2 separate regions of the Anser cygnoides genome follow, and region 2 is linked to region 1. The links are chromatin contacts, called in public Hi-C maps. All regions are on one chromosome and are shown on one strand. Each heading gives the region's core, a stretch centred on a gene start, on an enhancer-like site or on the middle of the called end of the contact. The rest is flanking DNA. Distances are from core to core; before and after follow the strand shown.

Evidence for each region. A called contact is a pair of places that touch in the nucleus more often than the background predicts.
Region 2: a contact with region 1 is called in a Hi-C map of liver, with 2.1 times the contacts expected there. The contact joins the promoter of CYP7A1 here to the enhancer-like site in region 1. A contact is called at or near these places in 3 of 7 Hi-C or Micro-C datasets (granulosa cells and liver).

Annotation. Positions count from the first base shown.
Region 1 is chr2:123,457,442-123,461,606 of Taihu_goose_T2T_genome, forward strand. No RefSeq gene overlaps it. Among named protein-coding and RNA genes, the nearest start is that of BPNT2, 44 kb to the left of the region's middle. Within about 2 kb of position 2,065, at least 1 of the 3 cell types and tissues checked has open chromatin away from gene starts, as enhancers often do. A contact at or near this core is called in liver, where this site is marked.
Region 2 is chr2:123,877,806-123,881,970 of Taihu_goose_T2T_genome, forward strand. It overlaps CYP7A1 (cytochrome P450 family 7 subfamily A member 1), which reads right to left and starts at 2,249. Exons shown (of 6, transcript XM_013185866.3): 1 at 2,060-2,249; 2 at 559-799. The coding sequence starts at 2,139.

The sequences.
Region 1 (4,165 bases), core at 815-3,314:
ATGTCTCCAGTCTCTTTATCAGGGCCTGCCAACTGATCTATGATGGAAGAGGAATGTTTTGTGGACTATTTTCTCACTAATCTTATTTTAAGGAAAGTAAAATAATGAGGATTTATTTGGGGCTCTTGGTATACTTTTCTTAAGGCCAGACAAAAAAGGAAATCTGGTATTTGTTTTATTTCAACTTTAGCACTTTATCTGACATCCTGACATGAGAGCAGACATGAGAGTATAGCTCATTCGTCTAAGATCTTAAAGGATCACAAAAAAATTTTATTCTCCAAATTATCAAAACTAGTCTGATTGACCAGCATGGGTCCTGTGTCTAAAAACAGTTTGGAATTTCTATTCTTATAGCAGGGCAGTGTTTTTTCTGGCATGTACTTCTAAAGGTTTTTATTAGTTAACATGGTTTTGGTTGGGTTTTTAGGTTTTTATTGTTATTTTTCAGGTTGTTTAATAAATCTTTGAAAACTCTGAATCCTCAAATGCTGTCTCCTGAAAATGAGTCCTGGAATGGTGACCAACAAAAAGTAATACAGGTTGAATGGCATTTGAGCAAGCTAGTGCCCCAGAAAATCAAAAAGTGCTATGTGAGTCTCACAGTCTTGTAGGTGGGTATTTAGCTATACTTTTCAAAGTAGTGAGTGCACAGCATCCCTCTGGGTTACCAGGATGGCTCTGAGAGTGTTGCATTGTGACCCCTGTCACAAGATAGACAAGATTAAGGGCTGCAAGGGGGGGGTGCGTGCTCTGACATTAAATCAGAGAATTCAGACATATTAGATATGAGAACAGACTCTCTGAACTCAATGATATAACTCATGCAGTGACAATTAATGCTTTTTGACTTGGCATCAAAACATTCAAAACCCTGTGAGCCCACTGACACAAGTAAAGTTTTCTTCATCTCTTCCCTGATACGCACCAGAAGAAAAAACATCAGGCATAAATATTAAGCCACTGGAAGGTCCAGACAAGTGCCGCAGTGTTGAGGAATTCATTAAAAAGCAACTTTGACATTTTGGCAAATGGATAAAGTTCACTGATTGTATTTTGCTGTTTTATCTGAAATCCTTTGTGTTTTGCATGTTCCAAATGTCAGACACATTAGGTAGGTTTCCCAAATCCCCACAGCAAAATAATAAGCTGTGAGCTTCAGATTCCCTCTTCATCAGATATTTGTGTAAGGTCTTTTTCCTGGTTCATCTCTGCTAGAGTTACTGGTTTCTTTAGTTTCATCTGGAGTTATTCCTGTGCAGTCTTTCTGTAGTTCTGCATTAAAATAATAACTTTTTTTTCTTGTTTCCTCTTTTTTCCTTCTCCTTCTCCTTCTCCTTCTCCTTCTCCTTTTCCTTTTCCTTTTCCTTTTCCTTTTCCTTTTCCTTTTCCTTTTCCTTTTCCTTTTCCTTTTCCTTTTCCTTTTCCTTTTCCTTTTCCTTTTCCTTCTCCTTCTCCTTCTCCTTCTCCTTCTCCTTCTCCTTCTCCTTCTCCTTCTCCTTCTCCTTCTCCTTCTCCTTCTCCTTCTCCTTCTCCTTTTCCTTTTCCTTTTCCTTTTCCTTTTCCTTTTCCTTTTCTTTTTCTTTTTCTTCTGGTCACTGTGCCAGATACCACTGTGCCAGATACTACCAAGGTAGTGGCAGAAGTTACAGAAGCTGTCCTGCTCATGGCCTGGTGATAGTCACCTCACTCTTCACTACCAGCATCCCCAGCTCACCGCAGAGGTATGCCCACCTCAGCAGGAATGGGTTCAGGTAGATTTATGCAAGCGAGAGGAGTCGGAGAGGCTGGGAGTGCATAAAACAGGAAATATTTAGACAAATTAATGAGCAGTTGCTGCAAGTGAGTCACCGAAGTATGCATACTATCACAGGGTGGGATCTGTATTCTATGCTGAGGCCAGTGCTCATCAAGAAAACCAGGGTCGTTGGGAAAGCTCTGATCCAGAGCTTCCTGAAGTCAGTGGGAGTCACTCCATGGACCTGCCTGGCCACCCACCCCCAGGGGGATAAGGGGTCCCAGTGTGTGGAAACAACTCCACCTACACGGAGCCCACAGCAGGACCCAAGACCAACTCTTTTGGTTTGTTTGTTGTTGTTTTGGTTTGGTTTGGTTTGTTTGTTTGTTTGTTTTTCTGTTGTATTTACATTTTAGTGGTAGGGATTCAGAGAGAAGTAAGCAGCTTGTCTGGATCTTTATAGGTTTTTGACAGTAGTTTTTGAATGGCAGTCTCCTCCCTGAGCAAGGCTAGGAGCAATACACTGGTGTTAGCTACAGTTCAGTTTCCTGTACAGCAGATGGAGCTTTTTATTTTTAAATGCAGCAGCGATCTGTAAGAGAAATGTGAGATGGCAAAAACCCAACCAAAACACCACAGCCAAACACCCATGAACATGGGAAAATCGCCTTCTGGATCCAAGCTTTGGAGAGCTCCAGCAGGTCCACCTACTGCAGAAACAGATGTTAGTAATTAATAATTGACTTGAGTTAGCTGCTCTGTCCTAGATAAAATGTTTGAAGATTAATCACAAGCTTCTGAGTCACTGTTATTTATTTATTTATTTATTTGTACCTGCCCTTTTGTGAGATTTCTGCCACATTTGGGATGAAGATCGGGACCGTAATAAGCAAAGAAACTGCATGGGGGAGATTTCACTGCTGCTGTGAAGTGTTTGGTGATGCGACTGTTAATAATTAGGAGTCAAAGTGTCACAGCAACAGGTCTGTACACAAGAAACATCCATTCTTGGACAGATTTAATGGGAAAAAAAAATCAAAAGGTAAATAATTTCCTTATGAACTCTGATACGTGAATCAATAATAGTGCCATTAATTGGACCCAGGCAGTTTGATGCATGCCCAAACCTCTCAGTTCATGATTCAGGACTATCTCATTTCCCTCCAGGATTCAATCAGATAAGTATTATCTGAATCCACATTAAACAGTGTTGTGAGCTAGTAGACAGCTGTTCATCCATGGCTGAATGTCAATGTGCATAAAAAAAAAAAAAAAAAAAAAAAAGCACCATTCATTGTATTTTTCACCCATCTAAATAAGTGCAGATCCTCTGAAATCACTCAAATTGAAATAGAGTTACAATAGAGAATTACCGAACCTATAAAGAACATTAGCATAATTTGGATGCAAATCAATGCTTAAAGATAATTAATTTTCTATACACTGCAATGCTCCTGTCCAATTAGTTATTGTTAAATATCTCCAGAAACAAATTATTGCCATTGAATATATAGTATTCACTTTTGTGTATGTTTTAAAAATACATTGAGAGCTAGTTAAAATTCCAGTGTAACCATGTCTTGTTCTGTTATCCTGGGAATTTTCCATCCGTTCAAGATGACTTCTGTTCTGTTTTAAGCTTTATAGTCTCCATAAATCTTAACCATGCATCAGATGAACTTTTTTATTGTGGAAGATAATCCTGTTGTCAATTACTAGTAAAATCTTACAATTAAGTACATGGCTGCAATCACAACATATGTAATGACCCCCTAAAGCCCAAACAGCAGAAGGGCAATGTGCTGAAGAGTATTATGCTTACTAACATCTCTCCTTATTTACTTACTTTCATTATCATTTGTTGAGCTATCTGTCCCCAGATGGCAATACTTTTTCATGTTTAATAAGATACCCTTAAAGCTTCCATTAAAAGAGTGGTAAGGTTGCAAGTTAAAGTACTTGGTAATATGCAGTGTCAAAGGTAAATCTGCCTGTGCAAGCAGAGCTTTGCACTTTGCATTTGAGATGTTGGACTGTGGTTCTTCAAGTAATGATGTAAACACACACTTGTTTTCTTTTGCAGCATAATTTTGCCAGCTGCACAGGAAGAGTTTGAGGGCTGCGCATAAAGCATAAGTCATATTTTGGGGATCCCATTATTATCATGCAACGTAGGTATATTTAATATTACCTGAAGCCTGCAATGGCAAAACAAGTCCATCCCGCATCTTGTATTTAGCAGGGGCTTCTGGTAATTGCTGTCTCTTCAGAGTCAATTACTACACTCTGGAGATATCTGAGTCTGATTTCAGATACTCCAGCCCCAGTGATCTGAACTCTGAACCTACGTGTTATGAAGCATAGGACCTAGATAGTCTGTTCAGCTTTAGCAGGGATTTGAATCCATCACATTGTCTTTTCTTAGTG
Region 2 (4,165 bases), core at 999-3,498, 420 kb after region 1:
GCATACCTTACTAAAGGAAAGTATAAGGACTGTGAATACTAGAACTGATACTTTCTCATAGCAGTTAAGAATGCAAATGAAAATAAAACCAAGCATGCTTACAATAGATGTGTCTACCTAGAGCTTCATTCAACTCCCACTGACATCAAAAGGACCCTTTTTGCTTACTTCAGTAAGAGTTTGATTGAGCTTCTGCTGTGCTGCATCATTTTTTAAGGCATTGGGAGTTAATCTTCCATAGTGATGAGAACCTCCTGAAGAAGTTTTCAGCTTCAGCAAGCTATATATCATTTTGTAAAAAGGTGCTAACTGTGTTTCTACTTCATCAATTAGGAATACTACCTGACTAAATGTCCTTCTTTTACAATCCAAATTACTGTATATTTCCTTTCTGTTAAGGAAAGGGGGAAAAAAAGACCCCAATGTTTTAAACCAATGAAAGTGCAGAAATGTGAAGTCAATTATATTTCAAAGGCACGGTTATGCTACAGGGATACAGTCTGTCCTGCCAGCAGATAATTTACGTGTTAGATATTGAAGCCACTTTTAACATGGTACCTTGGCAGAAGTAGCAAAATGGAACTTTTTCCAGTCCAAGTGTTTTCCGTGGCGTATCAATGAATGATATGAAAAAGGGTCAGTGAGGAAATGAATGTATTTCCCCGCTACTCGGCAAGTGAAAATGTGGCCATGCTTCTTTTGCTTTTCTCTGAGGAATTCAAGGGGGTTGGCACCGAACTGCAAGGCACAGCCCAGGTATGGAAGGAACCCGTTTTCAAGTGGTGGCTCTCCTTTTTGCCTGCAAAACACAAACAAAAGCTGTGTTTAGAAGTACGTATCAAGATCTCTCCTCCAGGAGAGTAAGCAAAGGTAAGTAAAGGTAAGTAAAACAATGATGCGAAGCTTTTTGCAATAGTTGATTTCTGCTGCTGTTGATAAGTAATTTCTTTGCCTTTAAAGAGTAATCCTATTGTGATTTCTATCGTATACAAAAAAGAATAACTTTAACAGTCTGTATTATGATAAGCATAACAAAACACAGTTTGACTTTGTCACATTTCTTTTCCCTAGATCATGAGTTTATTTTTTATCTACTTACATGCAGCATTGTTGCCACTAGCTAACATGCACAGATACTTAATTGCCCCATAAATAAATAATCTTTCCCACTAACATTGTCTGAAACATTTTTGGCAATGGTATTCACAAATCAATTTGAACACCAAAGAGAATAGCCTTTTGAGTGTAGAAAGGTTGTTATTATTGGCATATCCCATTTGGACCAGGTCCTGCTGAACACAGTGGGAATTTGGCCATGATCTTCAGTAAGCATAAGATTTAGTCTTTCGAGCAAAGCGTCATTAAGAACATGCTTTATGTTAAGCATATGCTTAAAATGAAGCATATGCTTAAATTATATTTTTTATTCCGACAGTCAGAAAACTACTCCCCTGCATACAGTCACTGTGGCTGCTAAAATAACTTTCAGATAATAATTTGGTTCTTCTACTATGTTGCTGGTGGTTATTATTATATGAACTTAAATATTTTCACCTTTTTATTAAACTTTTTATAATAAAACAAGAAAAGGACTGATGAAAACTATAAAATTACAACAGAAAAGCAAATAACTTTTTCTGAATAACTAGTTAAGATAGATGGATAATATGAAAATTTTTGTAAGTTGGTATTAAGCTATAATTAGATAGAAGTAGGTATTAGCTGCAATTAGAATGCAGGTAAAGCTATAGCCCAGTACTTTAGGAAATCAGAACATGTATATTAATATTTTAATTTCCTCATTTGTGCATAGATTAGTATCAACACATGCCTAGGCATTAACTCACTGTTATTAAAAGCCTGTATGGACAAGTTCTGTTGTAACATAAACCTCTCAAAAGACCAAAGTACCTTGTTGCCCATGTTATCCTGCATTTATCTACCTGCATTTATCCACCTGATAAACTTAAGGTTATACTAATTTTAGGCACATACACAGCATGTTTGTCAGAAGTAAATACTTGGTATACTGAGATACATTTACAAACAGATTCCTTACCTCCTCCTCCTCCCTAGAAGAAACCAAAAAGTGCAACAGAGTATTATTACTATTCCCCAGATCCATGATGATATGAACATTTCTGGCTGTACACAAAATCTTCCAGGTGGACAACCTGGTAACTACCAGTATGGCAGAAATGGTGACTGAGAATGATACAGACGACAGGTCACATCTTATATACAGTAGGTGCACGACTGTATTTAATGGCACTCAGTCAACCTTGCAAGCTATTGATTAACCTTTTCTGGACATAGCCCACTTTGTCTCTGTTCTGACATCTTTCTGCAGACCACTTCACTGGATTGATGCAGACAGTTGCAGACATGGCCTTGAGCTGATATCGGGTATCAGTAGTGGTTCCAAAGTAATCAAACAGCTGTAATAGTTGATAATTTGAAGGTCTCTCAGGTGTGTTTTGATCTATCCTGCAGATTTACCAATTACAGTCTATAGTTCAAGTTTAGCAATAAATCAAATGGCTGCTGACAGGTGTCCAGTGGATTCAGACTGGGCTAAATGGTGGCTGCAGATCGTGTTGTCCTTTGGCTGCCAGCCTGTCCATCCCTTCTCTTCTCCTTTGTGTGGACTGACCTGGCTCTGGTGTGCTGCTGCAAGAGGGACAGGGAGAGGTTTGGCTGTGGGTAAAAGGATGGACTTGCTCCCTCTAACAAAGTTTCTCTAGCAGAAAGGGAAACATGGGTTTTCTATAATGCAGAGCAAGAGAAAACAGATTTGTATGATCATACTGTATTTTTTTTCCCCTCAATGCCCTTCTTGGATCTCCAATTCACCCTTTACTTTTCCATTTAATACTTCTGTTTTCTATCTTTGACTCATGCTGTACAGCACAGCACCAATTCAGCTAATTTTATAGCCTAGGAATATGGTCTCTGGTCCTATTTCCCAGAAGCTCTGAAAAATGTATTGAATTTTCAGCACCCAGAGGACAAATCCTCCACCCCACCCCACCCCCTTTTTTTTTCTTTTTCTGTTTTCTTTCTGATTGACTCCTTTCTTCCTAAATATATCCCTATATACTCATTTTCTCTGATCATTCACATTGAGTTCTGCCGTAGATCAAGATATTCCATCACCTCTCCTATGAGGAGAGGCTGAGAGAGCCAGGACTGCTCAGATTGAAGGAGGCTCAGGGGGGATCTCACCAATATCTGTAAACACCTGAAGGGAGGGTGCAAAGAGGACGGAGCCAGGCTCTGTTCAGTGGTGCCCAGTGCCAGGACAAGAGGCCATGGGCACAAACTGGCACGCAGGAGGCTCCCTCTGAACATCAGGCACCACTTCTGTGCTGTGCTGTGACTAAGCACAGGTTGCCCAGAGAGGTTGTGGAGTCTTCTCCTTGGAGATCTTCAGAAGCTGCCTGGGCATGGTCCTGGGCAGCCTGCTCTGGGTGTCCCCGCTTGAGCAGATGGCCTCCAGAGGTCCCTTCCAGCCTCAGCTGTTCTGTGATTCTGTGATACCCTGTCCATACATTGCTAAGATGTTTCTAATTCTCCATCTAACCAGACACTTTCGCTCTGACGTTTGCTTTAATCAGATATCACAAATCCTGGCATTGTCCCACTGCTGTATTAATAGAAATCGCCCACAAACTTCCTCTACTTATCTCATGCACTGCTCTGAATTCTAATTGCACTTTCCTCACTCCTCTGATTCCACACCTTTCTGTTTTAAAACTCAAAACCCTTTCAATTTCTTAACTCACAAGCTTCAAGCCTTTCCCTTGCCTACCTCTATCACTATGAACACAAGAGATTACAAACCAAGATGCATCCTCTATGTCTAAGCAATAACCATGCCAGTCTCCAACACCTTGCCAACAGGCCCTTCCCAAGTGACAGGAATTTCCATGGAAGAACTGACTAAATTCTCTGTGAGGTACAACTGACTTTTAAGTGGGGGAAGTAGAGTCAAAGGCTTGGAACAGAGAGATCTGGGAGAAGATCCTGACAAACTGACTTGCTTGGAGAACAAATACGTGCATTGCATTGCTATTAGTTCAGATTGCTGTAGAGCAGCAGCAAGGAGCAGAATGTGTTTGAGCAGGAACATGAAGTGTATGTGTACAACATGCAATGAGATATG